2 separate regions of the Pan troglodytes genome follow, and region 2 is linked to region 1. A link is a contact called in public Hi-C data. All regions are on one chromosome and are shown on one strand. The core of a region is the stretch at or near the end of the contact, and the rest is flanking DNA. Distances in the headings are between cores, read along the strand shown. Region 1 overlaps TENM2 (teneurin transmembrane protein 2). Region 2 overlaps TENM2 (teneurin transmembrane protein 2).

The links. A called contact is a pair of places that touch in the nucleus more often than the background predicts.
Region 2: a Hi-C map of stem cell-derived neural progenitor cells shows a contact between it and region 1, with 4 times the contacts expected there. The contact joins two enhancer-like sites. A contact is called at or near these places in 3 of 7 Hi-C or Micro-C datasets (blood, induced pluripotent stem cells and stem cell-derived neural progenitor cells).

Annotation. Positions count from the first base shown.
Region 1 is chr4:165,798,990-165,804,485 of NHGRI_mPanTro3-v2.0_pri, forward strand. The region is part of intron 23 of TENM2 (teneurin transmembrane protein 2); the gene reads left to right. Among named protein-coding and RNA genes, the nearest start is that of WWC1, 160 kb to the right of the region's middle. Within about 2 kb of position 2,857, at least 5 of the 24 cell types and tissues checked have an H3K27ac peak or open chromatin away from gene starts, as enhancers often do. A contact at or near this core is called in stem cell-derived neural progenitor cells, where this site is marked.
Region 2 is chr4:165,890,610-165,896,105 of NHGRI_mPanTro3-v2.0_pri, forward strand. TENM2 (teneurin transmembrane protein 2) reads left to right here. Exons shown (of 40, transcript XM_054685276.2): 34 at 904-1,778. Among named protein-coding and RNA genes, the nearest start is that of WWC1, 71 kb to the right of the region's middle. Within about 2 kb of position 2,717, at least 6 of the 24 cell types and tissues checked have an H3K27ac peak or open chromatin away from gene starts, as enhancers often do. A contact at or near this core is called in stem cell-derived neural progenitor cells, where this site is marked.

The DNA.
Region 1 (5,496 bases), core at 1,607-4,106:
ATGAAGTCGCGCTGTACACTTCATTTTCCTAAAATTTAGAGTATGCGTCTTCCCTCCAGAGTGACCTTAAAAATGGAACAGTTCAACAGTTCAAGCCAGTCCCAACCTTCCTGAGAAAGGTTCTGTTCACACTGACAAGTCCCTATCCAAGCAAGCGATCATTCCGCCCCCTTCCTCTGGGTAGTGAGACAGCTGTCAGATTGCCATGGCAATCAGGAAGGGAATAGATGTGAAGCTTTGCCTACAATGGGAAAGAAATGAATATTTCATTCCAAAAAGAAAAAAAAAAAAAAAAGAGTCAGTTAAAATGGGCTATTTTGGAACGTCTTCTCAGCCCACTCGACTCTGGCCTCAACTCTGTTGCTGGTGGTCCTGGCAAGGCCGTGCAGATGATGGGAGGAGGCAGGGGTCCTAGATCCAAAACCCAGTTATGCTACAGATATGCTGTGTGACTTTGAGTGAGTCACTGGCCCCACTCCCCAGCCTGGTCTTCCTTCACCTGGCATGCCAAGCCACGCCTCCCTCAGTAGACTGATGAAAGGATGAATGTCTGGCACGTGCTTGTCCTCGCGTGAGAGGTCTGGAATACCAGAGAGTGCATATCTGTCTGTCTGTCTCCTCCCCAAGCACAAAAGACTTTGAGCTCCTTTGAGAAAGAAGCTGTGTAAATGCAGCACAATTACAGCGGTCATTATCACTGCCAAGATACCAGTCTGGGTAACGGGGGGATCTGCAGTCATCATGGGAATGGAGCGGCAGGGTCCCCAACTGACCTCTTGTGCTTGGTCAGTTCAGGCTGTCAGTGGGGGGAGGAATCCCAGCTGACTAGAGAGTCAGGATCCATACATGGATCTTTTCAGGTGGGTACTTCCTGGTTAGCTTTGCCAAACTGGTTGGAATGGTCTCAATCTCTAGAAGAGTGGTTCTCACATTCTAGCGAGTATCAAAACCACCTGGAGGACTTGTTCCAACAAAATCTCTGAGTCCCATTCCCAGATCTTCTAATTCACTTGGTCCAACCAGGACACAAGAGTCTACATTTCTAACGAGTTCCCAGGTGATACTGATGCTGTTGGTCCAGGGGCCACACTTTGAGAACCACTTCTCTAGAAAAAAAGATCTAACAATGAATTGATACCCAGCCAAGGAGAGACAAGCCTCCAAAGATGACAGAGCTGCTGGGCCTCGGAGCCTGCTCCGGGGGTCTGGGCCATGCGCGTGGTCTGGACTTCATGGAAGGTTTCACCAGCTGTGGTGTTGAGCTGTAATCATTGTTTTTCTTCCAGAAGTGTGCTCAGTAGACTGTGGCACTCACGGCGTCTGCATCGGGGGAGCCTGCCGCTGTGAAGAGGGCTGGACAGGCGCAGCGTGTGACCAGCGCGTGTGCCACCCCCGCTGCATTGAGCACGGGACCTGTAAAGATGGCAAATGTGAATGCCGAGAGGGCTGGAATGGTGAACACTGCACCATTGGTAGGCAAACGGCAGGCACCGAAACAGGCACATATTGCTTTATTTTCATAAATCGTAGATCTATAGTGACGGTCGCGCATGGCAACTGGCTGTTCCTTCAGGGACACAAGTGCTCTCCCACATTTCCTGCTGCCCCTCCAAATCTCCCAGGGGATAGGGAAAGAGAAAAATGAGGTCCCTAATTGGGAAGGGCTTTTCCTTCTTTCCAGGATTCCGAGTTGAAAGGAAAGGGACCAGAGCAGATAAGAAAACCCCTCCAAACTTCCAATCTCAGGGAGGGAGAAATGCACATGCATGGGAAATTGTCGGTGTCTGGGGGTTGCAAGCACCTCAAATCACTGTGGTCTGCAACTCTCCCCTTTTTAAATCCTCTCTCAGCTGGCTGGATCACTGGATCCCTGCTTGCTGGCAACAAGGTGAACTCACTAATTTTAGGTCAGGTTAGACGCAGGCAGGACTCTCAGGTTCCCTCCGTAGCAGGTACCACGGTAAGGTCCTGAGATTCCCCATCACCACCACCGTCATTAAATGTCTCCTCCTCTGGTCCCATTTTATTCTCACTCAGCCACCTCTCTATAAAAGCTTCTGGACCAAGAATAATTTAAAGGTCATTTTCTTTGTTAAGAAGAAATAGTTTTGGAGTTTCTTCATTTTTATTTTTCTCTCTTTTTCGGCACAATTGTGGTTTAGGGTAGGGCTATACTGGATTAAACGTACCTAATCATCCCTTTGGTAGAGAAGCTGGGAGCCAATGCTGTTTGGCTTTGCACATCTCTCAGACAGTTGGGATGACAAAGTTGTCAACTTGAGCATCATTTTACCTCCGGTTTTTACTTTTGTTATTTAATTAGATCAAGCCTAGGATCCATTTTTATACCAAGCTGGTTAATCTACTTGCCTGCATGGAAATTCTCAAAGACGTTTCCAGCCAAACTACAGTTTGGCCCCTTGAAGTTACCTTTGATCCCAGCCATCAAGTTTGAGACCCTCCCCTCTGTCCCTGCCTAACAACCCCAGTCACAGATGGGCCACCTGGAGTGAGAGACAGGGCTAGGAGCTTGCGCAGGGCTGATTCATGAGATCAGACTCAATTTCCCATGCTGTTCATTTGGGTGGTTATACAGAGATAAAGTGGACTGACTCTGTATTCGATTTCTTCCAGTTCCATCTGATTGGGCATCCGAGGGGCAGCATGCCAATCAGGGCCACGACCATAGCACTGGGACCCTGCTGGGACAGTCTGTTGGCAGTGAATTGTTTTTGCAATCTCTCGATGACGCTCCAGGTCTTGCTCCCCTGCAGCCGCTTTTATCCTCAGTTCCCTGCAGAGTCTGAGGAATAATTCAAAAGACTTTCAAGGGAGGGCTGTGCACAGCCCTATACTGAGACAGTTCTTACAATAGCTTCCATTCATCAGGGGCATTCCTTTTGCTGTACTATTGCATGCCTGGTGTTATTTACATGAAGATTCCCCTCCCCATATCTCCATTGTCCCAAATCCTCCCCTCAAAAGCTCTTGCCAATCATCAGCATTGAGGTAGATAATCCTACTTTCTTTTAATTCATACAATCCAACCTCACCTCCCCTTTGCTCCCCCTTCCCACATCTGGGGGACAGAGGGGCAGGGTTAGTGTTTCCACAATGATGCCTGCTGGCTCTCTCCTACCTACAATCTGTCTTTACTTTGGAAATAGCTCACAAGAGGGCAGTCCAGATGGATTCGAGGAGGAGTCGCCAAACTATGGCCAGAGGGCCAAATCTGGCCTGCTGCCTGTTTTTCCATGGCTTGCCAGCTAAGAATAGTTTTTACATTTTCTAAGGGTTGAAAACAAATCCAAAGAAAACTATTTCCTGGCACATGACAATGATATGAAATTCACATTTCAGTGACCATAAACAAAGTATTATTACAGGACACCCACACCCATTCACTGATGCCTCGCCAGCTTCCATGCCACCTGTCAGCACTGAGTAATTAGGAGACCGCATGGCCCACAAAGCTGCTTGTGTGGCCCGTTATGGGAAAAAAAAAAAAAGAAAGGCTAACTCCTGAATTGCACAAATCTTGATGGATAGAGGGGAGAAAAGCAAGGCAGGTCCACACCCCCATTAAGAAAAGGACACCAACTGTAGCTTGAAGGATCTGAGGGGTCTACTCCAGATATCACAGAGTGGGAGTGGAGAAAAAACAATAGATGTGCTGAAATGCTGCCGGGGCCCTTGAAAAAGAGATGGGAAGATGACAACTTTGGTCTCAGTAGACAACAGCAAGGAATTGGCCAACAAGAGAGCATAGATGTTTCGGTCAAGCTAGTCCTTTGGGTGAGATAAGTTGGAAAAAAAAGTGTTTCTGCTACTTGAAGTGTTTGGTACAGGTTTCACATCTTTGTGAGATGACATACATGAGTTCTTGAGAGACATTCAGAAAGTGTAAATTGATATGCCAGCTAAAGCTCCCAAAATGAAGAGAGTGCTGGTCCAGTATAGTCTCTTGTTCAGAACGATGATCTCCTGTGACTTTAGAGTTTGTGCTCTGTATGTTATAAAGATCTTTACTGCCTAAGCCTTTTCTTGTGAGAAATTAGGGCTCTGTGGCTTTATTAGTAGGACATGTGCCATCTCCTCATAGTTATGTTCACTGTGGTTTTCTCAAAAACAAAGCCAAGCATACCTTGATCAGTGAGATTTGCCATTCAAAAACCAGAGAGATGTTCATACGTGCATAATTGCATCTTTTGCTTTTCTATCTCCGGCCCCCAGAGCTGCTTTGGGGAGTTTTATTCTTCTAGTTTGAGCAGACGCTCCTGTCATTTCCTTTAAAGTAAATGCCACAATTTACAAGCCCAGCATCAGTTCTCCTCCTTGGGGATACTGACAGAGAGGAAATGGGGGCTCTTTGGTCCTTTCCAAGCGCAGCCTCAAATGCTATATTTTCAAAATAGAAAATACATAAAAATGACATGGTACCAAGTCAGCAAACAATGCATAGGGAAATTTTGGGTAAGGCAGAATTGTGGGAGTTAGTGTTGGACACTTGGGTTGTCTGTGGCCTGTTTACAAAAGGTCATAGTGAGGTAGTTTTCTTAGGGTCATTGCAAATAGTCAACTGAACAATTCACATCAGTCCTTGTGGATTACATTTACTGTACTCAAAGAATCAAAAAGAGAAATGGGGAAAAAAGATGAGGACACAAGGACAGACTTCTAAAACTTAGTCAGGTGGAAGCCCCAGGATCAGTCCATGTTTGGTTAATGCCTTTCTGGAATTTGCAACCAAATTATTTATATTTGAAAAAATAGTAGAGATTGCTAAACATTTAAATATAAGGTATAAGACTTCAATGTTAACTGTTAGAGCTAACTTATTGGCAGACTGGATTCTACCAAGCAATGATTGTTGTGTAACCTTTTCCTTAAAAGTTAAATATATGGCATGGCTAAAATCTACAGAATTGTGTAGATAAAAAATATACTTTGAATACATATCAGCCACAGTTCATGTGTATCTTTGGAATATATTAGCATTTTTTGTATAGCGTGCAGTTTACTCTTATGACTAGCGCAGACGGCACATTGTGTGGCTAGAAGAGGTTTATTCTTTAAACATAATTTTAAAATGGGTTGTTGTTCCTGTCATCTGCCACCACCACCACCATCACCCCTTGTTAATACTGGGACCTAGACCAGGCGCAGTGGCTCATGCCTGTAATCCCAGCACTTTGGGAGGCTGAGGTAGACGGATCACTTGAGATCAGGAGTTTGAGACCAGCCTGACCAACATAGTGAAACCCTGTCACTACAAAAATTAGCTGGGCATGGTGGTACGTGCCTGTAGTCCCAGCTACTTGGGAGGCCGATGTGGGAGAATTGCTTGAGCCCAGGGAGGCAGAGATTGCAGTGAGCCAAGATCACACCATGGCACTCCAGCCTGAGTGACAGAGCGAGATCCTGTCTCAAAAAAATACTGGTAACTAACATCAAAAGGCCATGCAAAGGCTGTAACACCAGGACATGGAGGAACTA
Region 2 (5,496 bases), core at 1,467-3,966, 91 kb after region 1:
TTCTCCATCATTATTGCAGGTTTGAGAATGTACTGTACAGTGTTATATGTCAATCAGAACTTTCCCGTTAATCTGAAATGATTGCATCCTCACTATATAAACCTTTACTTTGTGCAGTAGTAACTAGAGCAGAGCCCTCTACAATATCACCCAAAGTGTGTGTTTAGTTTGGGCTGTTAGAGAGGCAGAGAACAGAGGCTCACTCAAATGTACAGCATTTGTTCTCAGACAGCCTGGAATATATGTTCAGCCTTTCTATAACGGCCTTTTCAACCCTTGGCCAGCCTCATAAATTTCAGCTCAAGTTCCACAACAGACAACTTGCTACTGAGATTTTTATTTCAAATTCCGTAGAGGAAGAATGCGTTTGGTTCAGTTTATTTTTTAAAGCAGACACTCAAGTTGTAGTTTGCTGGCGAGCCTGCACTTTGGCTCCCCTTGGATCAGAGCCATCTTCCAAGTCACATGGCTCCTTTTTGTGAATTAGATACAGGTGCCGCCTCTAAATGTACATAGCTTCCATAGGCGTCTGCTTGGAGAGCAGAGTATGGGCTGGATGGCATGGTCTCTTGTGCAGTGAACTACCTGTGCAACCATATGTAACAGCTCTGATGCTGGTCCAGCCATCTGAAGCTGAGAAGCAGCATCATAGGTAGAGCTGATGGCCTGTTCTGGTCATGGCAGGTGACACGGTAGAAAATATATATTATATTATCTCTTCTTCTCCATCACACCCACTCATCATGGGCAATGAGCAGCTGGTTCAATGAAGAGCATTTCTAATACAATGTGTTATTAAAAAGCTGTCTTTTTTCCTAGATATATAAAACCAGTAAGTGCCCTACAGTTAAACGTTGGACATATTAAAGGCTGTTCTTTAATCTGATACCACGTCATCCACAGGTTCGTCTGGAGTGGCCAACAGACCTTGCTGTCAATCCCATGGATAACTCCTTGTATGTTCTAGAGAACAATGTCATCCTTCGAATCACCGAGAACCACCAAGTCAGCATCATTGCGGGACGCCCCATGCACTGCCAAGTTCCTGGCATTGACTACTCACTCAGCAAACTAGCCATTCACTCTGCCCTGGAGTCAGCCAGTGCCATTGCCATTTCTCACACTGGGGTCCTCTACATCACTGAGACAGATGAGAAGAAGATTAACCGTCTACGCCAGGTAACAACCAACGGGGAGATCTGCCTTTTAGCTGGGGCAGCCTCGGACTGCGACTGCAAAAACGATGTCAATTGCAACTGCTATTCAGGAGATGATGCCTACGCGACTGATGCCATCTTGAATTCCCCATCATCCTTAGCTGTAGCTCCAGATGGTACCATCTACATTGCAGACCTTGGAAATATTCGGATCAGGGCGGTCAGCAAGAACAAGCCTGTTCTTAATGCCTTCAACCAGTATGAGGCTGCATCCCCCGGAGAGCAGGAGTTATATGTCTTCAACGCTGATGGCATCCACCAATACACTGTGAGCCTGGTGACAGGGGAGTACTTGTACAATTTCACATATAGTACTGACAATGATGTCACTGAATTGATTGACAATAATGGGAATTCCCTGAAGATCCGTCGGGACAGCAGTGGCATGCCCCGTCACCTGCTCATGCCTGACAACCAGATCATCACCCTCACCGTGGGCACCAATGGAGGCCTCAAAGTCGTGTCCACACAGAACCTGGAGCTTGGTCTCATGACCTATGATGGGAACACTGGGCTCCTGGCCACCAAGAGCGATGAAACAGGATGGACGACTTTCTATGAGTAAGTGGGTTTGTAAAGCATCTCTGAAGAGCCCTTCCCTTGCCCTAGCTGGCATTAGGACTGGGTCGTTTGTGTAGCTTTTTAAATTGCTTTGTCACGTTGTCTTTCTAACTTTAATGATGTCTTATGGCCTCAAGATATTCATGTCCCCTCTCCCTGACTCTGAAATGATTTGCTCTAATGGATCTCTGATATTGAGCATCCTCCCTACTAGAGTTGGGAATTCCTGTTGCCTGCTTGCTGTTCAAATTTCAGGATATTGGACATGCACAGCACCTGGGAGGTAAAATGTTGATTAACTTTGCTGATTATTCAAGTTTGCCATGGGTGCGGAAATTAGAACCTAAAAGGCAAGATCCCAGTGGGGCTCCTGTGATTTGCCAATAGGTCCAGCAACACACTTGACTGCACAGACAGGTAGATAAACTCTGAATTTCCTCCTTAGCAGAAGCAGATCGATACAGATAAAGCATTAGGTATATTAAAAGATGCGAGAGCTGGTCATATTTCCCCTAACAATTATCTCATACTTAATAGTCCTGACGCTTGTTTTGCAAAAAGCTGTTTTTCCTAGCTCCTGCAGGCAGCTCTTGGTCAAAGTGTCTGCTGCTGTAGGTACTAATGGTGGGATGCTGGTTGGAGGAAGTTACTAGGCATGATTCTCCCAGTGGCTGGCTGAGACTGGAGCAGAATTTATAAATATCTGGCTCTCCTAGGTGATGAAGGAGTGTGTTAACCCCTGTGTACTTGGAGTCCTTGCTTGTGTTTTGTCTGGATGCTGCTGCTAGCTGAGAATGTAGTAAGTTAGGGAGAGTTGGCACAGCAAAAAAAAAAAAGGAGGGGGGGGACAAGAGGGAGAACAGAAAACCTCATTGTTGATCATTCCTAAACCCAGCAATGTTTACTTCCTGTTTGTATGCCAATGGTCTTGGGAGAATGTAAAAGGAAGCTGTTGCCACCTGCTGGATATTTAGTGCATTGCAGAAGAATTGCTTTCCCTGGTTCTGACTTTCTTCTTTGGGCAACTCTTTCTCAAGCACCTTAATGATGCTTGAGATTTCTGAAGCATCTTAATACCCTTCAGGACACTGTAGTTTTGATCAAACTTTACCAGCCAGTGATTCTGCCCTCGAGGGTACCATCTGAGTGCTGTCCTTGGCTCTCATACCGAATTAGGCTGAAGCTATACACTCACCCAAACACCTCCGAGATTTTCATCTTCCTTTCTGACAGTTTCAACCAAAGACCTAATGCATTTCAGAAACAATTTGTTGGCTCTCCTGAAAGAGGGGGAAAAAACATCCGTCTCAGGGAGGCCAGCCTGAACTGGGCCTGGTTTACAGACTGTCATAAAGAAGCTTGGGTTCAAGTGCATCCACAGATCTGAACTCTAAAAGGGAAAGTATTTTCCAGAAAGTGTCCCTAGTTTAATGAAAACATAGGCATGACTCGTAATTGTGTTTTAAAATGTTCAGAAGTTACATTGAAACTGAATTTTTTTATCTTAATTTGATAAGCTGCCCTTTTTTTCATAATGTAGATAAATCCAGTGATCACAAATTCTCCATTGTGGGGTTCAAATGTATAGGGTTTTCTTTTCTACCTGAAAAGATGGTGAGTTCTTTTTGTTTTATGGCACTTTTGGCACATGATCAGCCAATTGGAAGACACACAGCCAACTTAAAAATCAGACATAACTTCACCTCCTGTCAGGGCAGTGTGGTCAAGACCAACACTGCATAGCCTTAGCCAAAACTTTAGAGAAAGGGTGATGAAGAAAACCACACAGAGGCTGTGAGGCTACTAGAAAAGTCTGTCCTGGTCGGGAGCGATGCCTCATGCCTGTAATTTCTGCACTTTGGGAGGCTAAGGCAGGAGGATCACTGGAGGCCAGCAGTTTGAGACCAGCCTGGCCAACATGGAAAAACCTCATCTCTACTGAAAATACAAAAGTTAGCCAAGTGTGGTGGTGCATACTTATAGTCTCAGCTACTTAGGAGGCAAAGGCATGAAAATCACTTGAACTCAGGAGGTGGAGGTTGCAGTGAGTTGAGATCACGCAGCTGTACTCCAGCCTGGGCGACAGAGCAACACTCTGTCTCAAAAAAAAAAGAAAAAGAAAGAAAGAAAATGATTTGTCCTTCAGTGAGAGCTTCCTTAGGGGGATTCCTCTCTTCCCACTCTGTTACGGGGGGCAGAGTACAAATCCCCCTATAGGTGAGAAGAGTGGCCATATCTTTTTTTTCTGCATAGAACATGAGGTAGAGAAGCCATTTATCTGCCGTGTTGTCACAGTGACTGTCTAAATATGGATTTGATTATCCCCATTTTATTGATAAAGAAACTGAGGCTCAGAGAATCGAAGTGACTCCCCTAAGACCACACAGGGAGTTGGTAGTGAAGCAGGACTGGAATCCAGATCTCCAAGCCCAGCGTTCTTTGCATTGCACACTAGCGTTGTAAAGCAGGGCTATGAATGGAATTTGTAACTCCACCTTCAGACTCCACATGGGAACTGTCCCTGAATTTTTGGGAAGATGTAACTCAATAAGACCAGCCTATCAATGACTCTGGAAGCAGGAGAGAGAGAGGGGTAGGAAAAAATAACACTATCGAATCTTCCTGGACCCATTTTATGATCAGCCAGTTCCAGAAACTTCCAAGACATCCAACCTTGGAATTAAGATTTCCCCAGATGCAGGCCATTGGGTCTTGATAGAAGAAGTAGCCTGATTTAGTTACATCCCTGAGGGAACTCAGGTTTTCACAGTCTTCCCCAAAAGGCAGCATCTTATACCAGAAAGCTCCTAGGTCTTAGGATCAGGATGACAGGGGTGTGGAGTCCATCTCTGCCACATGCTTACTGATTGACGTTGGACACGTTATTTAACCTCTCTGAGCCTCAATGTCTCATCTGTTACATGGGGATAAAAATGCAAATTAACAACAGGAGCCCTGTGCTAATCCACTGAGATAATACATTTTTAGAAATTAGCAAAGCGCTTGGCATATAGAAGTTTAACTCAGAGTATAGGCTAATGGGATTTGAGAGGAATTATTAAGCACACCTCTGTCTCCTTCCTACCCCTCAGGTTTCACTCAACTAACTGTAGAGTGGATACAAGAGTCAGACAGATAGAGACTTATTTTGGAAAAGCAGAATTGAAGAATGCAGCTTGCACATTAGGTCTTTTTAATACCTCACTTTGCATTTCTCCTGCTCTCTTCCCACCTCCCAGTGCTGCCTGCTGGTCTCTCATCCCCTGCAGGAGCAGAGTCTGCCTTAGCAAACTTCGGGCTCAGAGGGGCAGAAAAACACATCACCCTTAAAAAGAGGCCCTCCAGAAGACAGAAATGATAAAGAGCCTCTTTAGTCATGTTCAACTCCTTCTCCCAATCCAGCAACTGGGGAAGGGGCAAATGTCAGATCAAAGGAAAAGATGGAAGTTGACTTCCCATGGTGTGGGGTTCAAGAGTGATTTTACAGAATAAGCTGCCATGCAATTCATGAAGGCTGGAATGGGCCCCTTTAAAAGTTGCCTCTCTCTCCTCTTTGTCCTGGGAAGTGAAGAGCTGGGCAGAAATAGAGCTGATACAGAATGCCTTTTGGAAACCCTATCATGCCTGCTAAGTTCCCAGACTAGGGAAGATGCATCTGTATTCCTGAAAAGAACAGTACTGTCCTTAAAATTACACTGTCTACTCCCTATACTCTCTC